Regions from separate parts of the Zea mays genome. Here all the other regions are linked to region 3. Evidence: chromatin contacts called from public Hi-C data. All regions are on one chromosome and are shown on one strand. Each heading gives the region's core, a stretch centred on a gene start, on an enhancer-like site or on the middle of the called end of the contact. The rest is flanking DNA. Distances are from core to core; before and after follow the strand shown.

The links. Hi-C and Micro-C count contacts between places; a contact is called where the count stands out from the background.
Region 1: a Hi-C map of tassel shows a contact between it and region 3, with 2.4 times the contacts expected there. The contact joins the promoter of LOC100283840 here to the promoter of LOC100383008 in region 3. A contact is called at or near these places in 4 of 25 Hi-C or Micro-C datasets (ear, endosperm, leaf and 1 more).
Region 2: a Hi-C map of ear shows a contact between it and region 3, with 2.5 times the contacts expected there. The contact joins the promoter of LOC100272875 here to the promoter of LOC100383008 in region 3. A contact is called at or near these places in 2 of 25 Hi-C or Micro-C datasets (ear and tassel).

Annotation. Positions count from the first base shown.
Region 1 is chr10:148,121,307-148,124,381 of Zm-B73-REFERENCE-NAM-5.0, reverse strand. It overlaps LOC100283840, which reads left to right and starts at 1,530. Exons shown (of 7, transcript NM_001156738.1): 1 at 1,530-2,028; 2 at 2,140-2,198. The coding sequence starts at 1,633. It overlaps LOC100283301 (6,7-dimethyl-8-ribityllumazine synthase), which reads right to left and starts at 1,364. Exons shown (of 9, transcript NM_001369530.1): 1 at 1,229-1,364; 2 at 205-388; 3 at 1-120. The coding sequence starts at 313.
Region 2 is chr10:147,777,824-147,780,963 of Zm-B73-REFERENCE-NAM-5.0, reverse strand. LOC100272875 reads right to left here and starts at 1,283. Exons shown (of 4, transcript NM_001327982.1): 1 at 1,163-1,283; 2 at 956-1,085. The coding sequence starts at 1,031. It also overlaps the pseudogene LOC103642941.
Region 3 is chr10:147,970,312-147,973,807 of Zm-B73-REFERENCE-NAM-5.0, reverse strand. LOC100383008 (CDT1-like protein a chloroplastic) reads right to left here and starts at 2,136. Exons shown (of 8, transcript NM_001175689.1): 1 at 2,072-2,136; 2 at 978-1,333; 3 at 766-885; 4 at 446-674; 5 at 1-203. The coding sequence starts at 1,318.

The sequences.
Region 1 (3,075 bases), core at 281-2,780, 150 kb before region 3:
CCCCAAACATGAGTCCCTCGTTGTTGTTCAAAGACCCCATCAACTTCTGGTGCCCCGCGGCGGCAACCACATCAGAGTGCCGCGACAATCCAGTACATGAGGTCATTGCGGTTGACCATGCTGCACGAAGCAAAAACAATAGTAATAAATCAAGACAAGTAGGTCACTGATGGTTAAGGAATGGAGGCAACAACGGACGCGTACGACGAGAGGCAAAGGAGACGATGGCGGGTGCACGCCTCAGGGGCATGCTAGGCAGCCGCACACAGGTGGAGTTCGTAGCCATGGAGGATGTCACAGGAGCAGTTGCCATCGCCGGTGTGTGGGTTCCAACAGCTACTCTACTGAACTACTGTGGTGCATGTGGATGTCAGCGATGTTTCTGAGCCTGAGAAAAACAAGATAACCAGCAGAAGTCACATCTCACGGTGTTGTGTTGCAGCCTTTCAGGATGGTACTAATTGATCAAAATACCAAAAAATAATTAAGAACTCATTTGGAACACAGGGATTTAGTTTTAGTCATATTGTATCAAATTATTTGCTATAAAATCCTCAGCATTCCTAATAGGAATTCTGTTTTTGGTTGAGAGTTTCAGATACATTGTGCCTTCATTGTTGTTTTTGGATTTATGGCACTGAAACTTTAAACCCATATTCTTGGATAATTTTCACCTTTTTGCAATTTAATTGCTCCAATATCGATCAAATGTGTAGCTTTCTGATCTATAGATTCAGTTTAAGAAAATCTAATTGCACACATTAGAACGGCGAAAGCAAAAATTCGAGAATCTCCAACTAAAGGTAAAGAGCACCATTTGCACTGGATGCGTGCAGAGAGAGAGAGAGAGAGAGAGAGAGAGAGAGAGAGAGAGAGAGAGAGAGAGAGAGAAATAGAGTTAACTCTAGATGAATCTGATATTTTCCATCACCACGAAACATGTTCGTAAAATTGCCATCAGCCCCACATTTCATAGATACAGAGCAACCTCAATTCATAGACATATGGGTAACAAGCAGACAACGTTTCAAGTGGCAAAATTCCAATTATTTCGTAATGGACATAAGACAGCGACCATTCTTACTTCTTAGCGCCGAATAAAGAGGCAACATCGACATGTACACCCCTGATTAGAATCAGATCCGAATGTAAATAGCCAAACAGCTTAAGTTAGGGTTTGGATGCTCGGTTTCGCACATCAGGAGGGTAGGACAAAGGACGGGCGTACCTGTTGGGTGCTCGTCGCTGGCGAATGGCGCAGCGAAGACCTGGGGCACCTGTTGTAGGGCGGCGGCCGCACGAGGGAAAGTAGTGTGGTGAACGGGAGTCGGGAGAGGAAAGGCAGCGACGTACTGACTGGCGTTGACGCACGCACGGCCGCACGGATGCAGGGCTGTAGAGTCTGGCTCGGCTGGGTTCCATCGGCTAGGCTGGGCTCCCCTCGGCTGCACTTGCTTGCTTGTGTTGTTGGCTGGCTAGAACGCTGACAGGCTGCACCACAAACATCATACCAAGCGGACCCGCAGGTCAGAATCTTCTCTCTTGACAAGGAGCAAGCCTAATCCCAGAACCCCACGGTCGTGAGACCCTAGCTGCCGTCGCCGCCGCCGCTGACCGGCGACGGCGATCTAGATGGGGGCGTCGGCCTCCGTGCTCTCGTTCCCAACGGCCGCCGCGTTCCCAGCAGCCGCCACCGCCGTCGCCGGGGCCGCCGGCTGCTTCGCGCTCGGCTACCTCCTGGCCTTCACCCGCCTCCCGCGCCACGCCGCCGGCCCAGGTTCGGGAGGGACCTCCGATGACGATTCCGAGGATGACTCGGAAGAAGATGATGACGAAAACTCCGGCCGCAGTCGCGCGGCGAAGCGGGCGGGAGGGCAGAAGAGGGCCGGGCTCCGGCTGCTCTACTGGGCACGGAACGTGGTGACCAAGTCCGACTCTGCCAGGGAGGCGGAAAGGTCCCGGTCTCAGGCCGCGGCCAGTCCCCTGGAGATCGAGAACCTTGCTGAGATAATAGAAGATTTCAAAATGGTACTGCAGATTTATTTCAGACATCTACCAATCTGGTTTGTTGGATGGTGTTTTGGGGTAGGGATAGAATTAAAGGATGCTCTGTTGTGTTGGTTGTTTCTTTGGTTGTAGGTGTTGGTTGTGAGGAATGATCTGAAGATGGGGAAGGGGAAGATTGCCGCACAGTGCAGGTGAGACCTTTGCTCCACTAAGCCATGATTTAAGATAAGTATATACTGGGTGAAATGAACATACCTTACTAGTTACCCTGATGTTTGGCTAGTTTCAAAAAAAAAAAATGATGGCTATGTCTTTGAACCAATGAATGCCTGACTCGTCTGTTTGATAGAACAAGGTGCTGCTAGGCTTATGATGTGCTTTGATGGACTTCAAATGAACAGACACTGCATTAGTAATGACCAAACTTTAGAACTTGTACAGTTGTTGTCGTCTTCAGTGCAGAAGTAAAAAATAGTAGAACAAAAAATTGATCATGTTTGTTTGATATGTGGTGCCAGTCTCTTTGTTCTTTCTATGCCGACTGTTACTCATTGTTCTGAATTAAATAGTAGCATTATGTTCCTGCTGTTTGGTGTGTTTAGGGTGTAGTATAATCCATATAAGTGCATAACATTGTCTAGATTTTTTCACTCTACAAAAGTCAGCAGATGGGGTTGGCTGACTCATATAGGTTATATCTGATTCTGTAGTTGAAACATCACAGATTTTGAGATAATAGCCATACCAGCTGCCAACTGTGTTTGGATAGCAAAATAGGTGTTACCTTTTATCTTTGTTGCTTCACACAGTAGGGCTTATCGTGCATCCAAAGTTTTGATGGCTTCCACAAAACAGAAATGGACCAATTTTTAGTCAACAATCTTTGGCCAGACAGCCATGCAACATCTGTTGCCATAGCAAATGTATTGCTAATATCAGTGTTATCAGCCACATTATCCTCGCAAAAGCTGTCTACCTTTAACTAAGTCTTAGAGCATATATGCTGTTGCATTGACTTTGGCCATGAAACACATGGAAATTTTAGCTTTAATGAAGTGAATCACCAGA
Region 2 (3,140 bases), core at 34-2,533, 190 kb after region 3:
TCTACCAACTCCCTCATACAAGAATGAGATTTAGGACAGAAAAGACTGCATGCATGCTAATTAGGCTCCCTTAAACACTTTCTAGTGAGCAGAGGGAATATAAGCAACTCTGTTTGAGATACATCTTGAAAGCAACAATTGCATAAGAGTTATTGCACGAAAGAAGCAAGCCAAGCATGTTAGGTACATCCTTGAAGCACTGGTCAACACAGATCCCGTAAAAATATCAACAAAAGTAACTTTCCACAGGCACATCTTTTCTGACTTACAAAACCCGAGTAATGACTATCAAGATAAGACAGTCAGAGACTGGTAGCCTAATACACGACCATATCTGACCCTTAAGTCCTTGTGACCGGTACTCTCTCCACGAGCTAAGTACAAAATCACCAAGCGGAAGGATAACTTTATGACAGCAAATACCAGTAACTCGACATACAGACAATTCCAAATGCTGTCATCTTGACGCTACAATGGAATCCAAATCAGGAATATACTAATCGGTACATTCCAAAGTGGCATTGAACAAGCCTTTGACATTAGAAGTCATTCATTCAGTCAAATCAAAGGCAAATACAAAATCTTACATTTTCCATCCCAAGTTCTAAGCACCAGCAGGAAGTTAACCAAACCACGGCAGACCGAATCAGCAACAGCCCTTAGAGCACAAGCAATTGGGGGCAAACAAACTCCAACTCGAGCATCGATATCTTCCACCTCCAGATGATGCTACCTAAGCACTAGTAACTCTTAACAAAAGCCACCTAGTTATTACATCTGCCGCTAGCTAACCACACAAACCAGGGATGTAGCTACTAGCTAGCTCGAGAAGATTCCTGAAATCGCACACTAATCTACTTCCAACCAAAAAAAAAAACACCGACGGGTGAAGCGGCTCGCACGGACGGATTGATGCTGCAAGCCTAGTGTTTAGGGGTTTAGGGACGAAGGTTACCGACGGCTCCGCCGACCGCGCCACCGATAGCAATTCCGGCACCCACGCGCGCCAGGCAGCTGTCACTCCTCGCCATCACCTCCTCTGATCCTGTTGGGCTTGTAAATAGATCGGATCCGAGTAGAAATAGCTAGATAGCTTAAGTTAGGGTCATTGGGTCCTCGGTTTTTCGCACAGAAGTAAGGGAAAATAGGGTGGGTAGTATACCTGGTGGGAAATCGTCGCCGGCAAAGTGCCCGACGAAGTCTTGCGGCGGCGGCGGCGGTAGCACAGTCGTCGCCGAGACAGAGGAGCGCAAGACGAGGTGGACGGGTGAAGAAAATCAATTGGTAGATTCCTCACCTGGTTTTTTTTTTGGTGTGTGAAAGGGGCCGAGAAATTCCTGCTGGGCCTCGACGGGCCCTTTCAGCCGGGCCGAACGCCTTTCAGAGCATGCACAGAACATCACCAAGCCGGCCCAGGGCTTGAACTGGTTCTGGTCCAGGCTTTTATACGAACGGGAAAAAAGTCTATTATAATCTTTCGGACTATTTGTAATTCGAATTTTCTCCTAAAACTCTAAATCTCTACTGACTATTAAGTCTCAACCGTAGACTGCCCCCGCTCCCCTCCACCCACCGCAAAAATCGGCGCAGTCCGTTCGCCCGCGACCCCGCCGCAATCCCTCCTCCTCCGTGAGCCGGTCGCCGTGGCTCACCATCACCTGACGCAGCTGCTCCGCGGGGATGGACCCGCTGCAGGCGTCGTCGAACACATCGAAGCACTCGGCGAGGCATGCCTCCGACTGCCTGGCGCCCATCTTGCGTGCCGCCACGGCCAGGAACGCCGCGAGGGCGCGAGGCCGATGTCGCCGGTGCCCGCGGCGACGCCCGCGTCCTCCAGGAAGTGCCACGCCTCCGCCTCGTCCACGTTCTGGCCCAGGGAGCGCAGCGCCGTCACGAGCTCGCCCGTGGCGATGCGACCTGCAAGCCTACCGGCCGGGAGCAACAAAGAAGCACGCACGCACATATGAGTTGAGTGAGGCTCGGAGTGCGCGCGCGGTGGATAGGAGTTCGATGGGATGGCGACTTGCCGTCGTCGTCAGTGTCGAACAGGTCGAAGATTTTCTTGCACTCGTCCACCTGTTCCGGCGTCAGCTTCTCCGCCATGTTGCTCACCCGAGCCAACCTCAGCCGCTTCCTCTTGCTATGGATGCTCTCGATGAACAGTGCAGAGCTTTCTTTTATTCTGATTCGATTTCGTCAGATCAAAAGAGTAAACAGCAAATTCCGATCTGGCAGGCCACTGGCCACCTTTTCCTTGTCCTTGTTGGTCATCAGAAAACAACGAGACAATGACCTATAACATCGGTGCACCGCACTTAATCAATTTAAGTGTCGTCGCCCAGTTTTGTTAAAAGAGACGTCTCGTCCACCTCTTGAACAATAAATGAGGAAGAAAAAATGCAAGGCCTCCATGATTCAACCTGTTTGCAGTGACTACTGAAAGAATAAGAATGATTCACGTTGACAGTGATCAAGTTTGGAAATCACTTCAAAAAGAAATTAATTTCAGATATATATCAAGTTGTACATAAAAAATAGCACTGAAACTAAATTACAGATGTCACATCATTTTTATTCCCTATATATATTGTGACTATGCAAATAATCCAACAAGGACATTCCCAAAAACAGAATTAATGGGAAGGGCATATTGCAATTGTACACTATGCCAGCATGAAATGCAATTCCTTTCTGGAGCAGCAGTGTACACACAAAAATTCATGTATTCTCTCAAATGGTAAGCTGTCAAAGTCATCACTTGTAGTACTGGTATAGACTGAAACCTTGGAGGTCAAATCTTTCACATTTATTCTCTTAAACATTGATGACAGTGTCACGCTGATTACCAGAAAAATTCCTGCCAATGGTGAACTAATACAAGCTTTCTTTTTCCTTGAATACTGATGGTTTCACCCATTTCGATTTCAAGATACAAAAAATATAATTGTGGGAGATGAACTACTTACTGTTCCATTCCAGTCAGCACGGTAAACCTCTCCATATGATTCTATTGAAGGAAGTAAATCAATCAATAGTTTTCACGCACAACTCAGGAAATTGCAAGTTCATGAAACCAACCCACTCCTATTCAACTAATAAAAAACATGTCCATCAAATCTAACAACTTGACTATACAAGGA
Region 3 (3,496 bases), core at 887-3,386:
TCAGTTCCATCAGCAATGATTTTTTTCGACATGAATTTTTGAAAAGATTGTGGGAAGTGGGAAGCATTTGAGAATCCCTCCTCAACGGCACCATGCAGAGGTGGCTCAGCAGCATGTCCGTTATGTACTGCCTCAAGATATAACTTCTCCCTTGGCCTTGAGTTAAAGGGTTCCGGTAGGATTGCCTCAGGAATGTCTGCACCCTGCATAATTAACAATTGCAATGAGAATGCCGAGTGAATCATCAATTTATCATGGCCTGAAGACTAACAAAATCAAAAGTGCATACAGGTCTACCCCTAAAAAAGAACAAATAACTATATAGGTTCACTAGAAATGATAAGACAGAACTTCAGTTGAAATGCTCTTAACAAATTAAGGGAATATCATACAGTGAACATCTATCAATTAACTGAGCAAGGGCTAACTAAATTAAGTTTAGTACCTTATGATGAGCATCCAAAAATCTCAAAAGCTTTGAGTAAAAAGCCTCACAAATTGTCATGGATAGAGAGTGATCAGGGCTTGTGCATTCCACAACATCCATTACAAGTGTGATTTCCATATCAGCATACATGCATATGCTCTTCTCGTCATGTACTAGTATCCTCTTTATCTGGATTGCTTCTGGGAACAAATGCTTCATCTGGGCCAAATGGCTGTATAATAACTTCCTGTAATGCAGAAAGACTATCATCCAACTGCAACAAATAAACAAATAGCAAAACTAATAATCCATATAGATACTTTCATCATCGTTACTACCTTTTTGTGAGTATCTCCACCTGGGTGGCAATATTATTAAATGTAGCCATCTTCTTCCGTAGGTGAAGCAATCTTATAGAACTCTCCATTCTATTGAAAAGATTCAGCAAATCCTTGTGTCTTCCATTGTGAATAAGAAAGACAAGGTGAATAACCATGGCTAGGCAGCACACATATGCATGAGATATTGAGATGATAATAAAATGACTCACTTCTCAAGAAGTTCAATGCTTTCTAAAAAAAGAGATCGGCTACCACTAGGCGAAACACTTTCATTATAGTCTTCATCATCTGTCTCACTCTCATCTTCCACCAGCTGATTTGCAAGTCTGTCTTTGTACCTCTCTGCAAGCAAATTCCTTGCCAGTGAACTCACAACGACCCCTTTGCTTCTAGATTCACGTTTTTCTGGAGTGGGTGATTCGATTTCACTTCCACCTTCTGTCTCAACTTTCATCTTGTGCACCGTTACAGGGCTACTCGAATCATTATCATGAGACACTTGAGAAAATCCTTTCTCAAGGTCCAGCTGAGTATTATTCACCTCACTCATTTTCAGCTCCGAACACTACAAGAATGGGACCATAAGTAATATGCTACAAACACAAATCCTGAATGCACAGAAGTACATGGGTGAACTTCTAGGGTAGTACTATACAATGTTATCCAAGAGTAGGAAACATCGACTTATATGGTCATACTCATACTTATATCCCCTAGTAATATGCCACAAGGTACTTCACAACTATCCAATCACGAATACATACTAATTACTTAAAAAATAATTAAAAAAACTACTTGTGGAAATATACATGAATTAGGGCCAACCTGTGCAAGATAAATCCAGTGTTTTACATCCACCAGAATTTCACAATAGTATGACAAAATGCCAGGTACCTTAAATTCTTTATCCCATCCCCCTCCCCAACCCAACAAAAATGCTGTACAGAGATATTTGCGATGTCATATGAACTATGAAGTGCGCTAAAGAAAAACAGGAAATTTGCCATCCCGCAAAACTGAATCCGAAAATCGGTTGGGAATAATCAGCTAAAACCGGAAAAACTGTGTGAGAACTGGTCACAGATTCCGCAAACCCTAGACGTTGCCTCTCGACACAGCACAACAGCAGACCAGACAAACCACTGCGCCACTCAAACCAGCTCATGCCGACTAAAGAGGCGAAACAGATGGCCCTCCGGAGAGCGCATGGGAGCACACCCGTGTGGCAATGGGACACGAAACGAAAGCATCGCCATAATTCGCAGAGCACAAGCAAACGGAGGACCAGATCTTGAAAATATACCTACAGAAAGAGCTCGCGTTGTGCTCGGTGTCTCGAATCCGGACGAGCACGGCGCTCCGACTCAGGATGTCGCCACGGAGTCGGCGGTAGTGGAGGGGAGGGTAGAAAATGAAGCGCGGATGACGCGGAGTACCGCACGGCGCGCGGTGCCGCTTCAAAGTGTCAGAGCAAAGCCGAGCGAGCGCATCGAGCCCAACGGCTCTATTATACGTCACCATCAAGCGAGTCGTGGGCCGCTTTGTGTTTCGCGCTTTCAGCCCACTTGGCGCGTGCCGCATGTAGACCGGTCTATTCCGAGTTTCCGACTCAGTTTCTCTCCCCCACCAGCCCACTTGGGTAGTGTTTGGTTGAAAAGCCAAGTAGAACGGAACCGTTCTGTCCTAGTTTTGTTGTTGTTTGGTTACAAAGTAACTAGAACGGAATGGCTCCAATTAGGGAATATTCTCCTCAGATCCGGAACCATTCCGCTCCAAAAAATCAATGGGACGGAGCCGCTCTGTTCCAATCCCGCTCTCACAGTCACGCTCCGTTCCGTTCACTCTGCAACCAAACAAAAAACAGAACCGCTCCGTTCCAGATTACCAAACACAGAACAGAGCGGCTCCGTTCCTAGAATTAGAGATGGAACGGCTCCGTTCTACTTAGCTCCTCAACCAAACACTACCTTGGTGTTTGGATGAGCAAGACACATTTTGGAACGGCTGAATGGCCCAGCGCGAATTGTTGCGGCTGATGATGCATACTGTGTCCGTGCTAATGATACGACAAATATAAAAGACATTAAAGTAAATACACAATAAGAATCGTAACAAAAGTGGTGGGGATAAAAGGGGGCGTAAAAAATCATGAGTCGTGACAGCGTTTTTCCACTTGTGATACTGATATTATTGTTAGCTAAAGTAACAATAGAATAACCATTTCTGTTCAGTTAAGGCCCTTTATAGATTATCACCTATAACTTTACATGAGTTGTACCTTTTCTGTCACAGTAGCAGCATTACACATGCGATTTTGTCTCATAGCTGATATAATAGTTATATATGCCAACGGACGGGTAAACAAAAAAAAGCAAAAGAATTTGGCAGAATATTACCCGTTTAGTCTTCGTCTCAGTAATTAGTTTTATAATTAGACTATATTTAATACCCATAGTTGACATTCAAATGTTCGATATGACACATACTAAATTGTAGTCAGGGAAACCAAGCACCTGAGTCGAACCGATCTAACCTGCACCAGCTCCACCCTCAGTACACACCATACGCAGCAATAGGGTTGTAATCGGATTGAATACGGACGGATATTACTCATACCATATTTGTTTTCATTTTTACTCTTTAGATTCAGAACGGATACGAATATTATTGAGTTGTGTCGGATAAGATTTGAATGAATATCGACATCTTAAATATCCGACTTTGATTA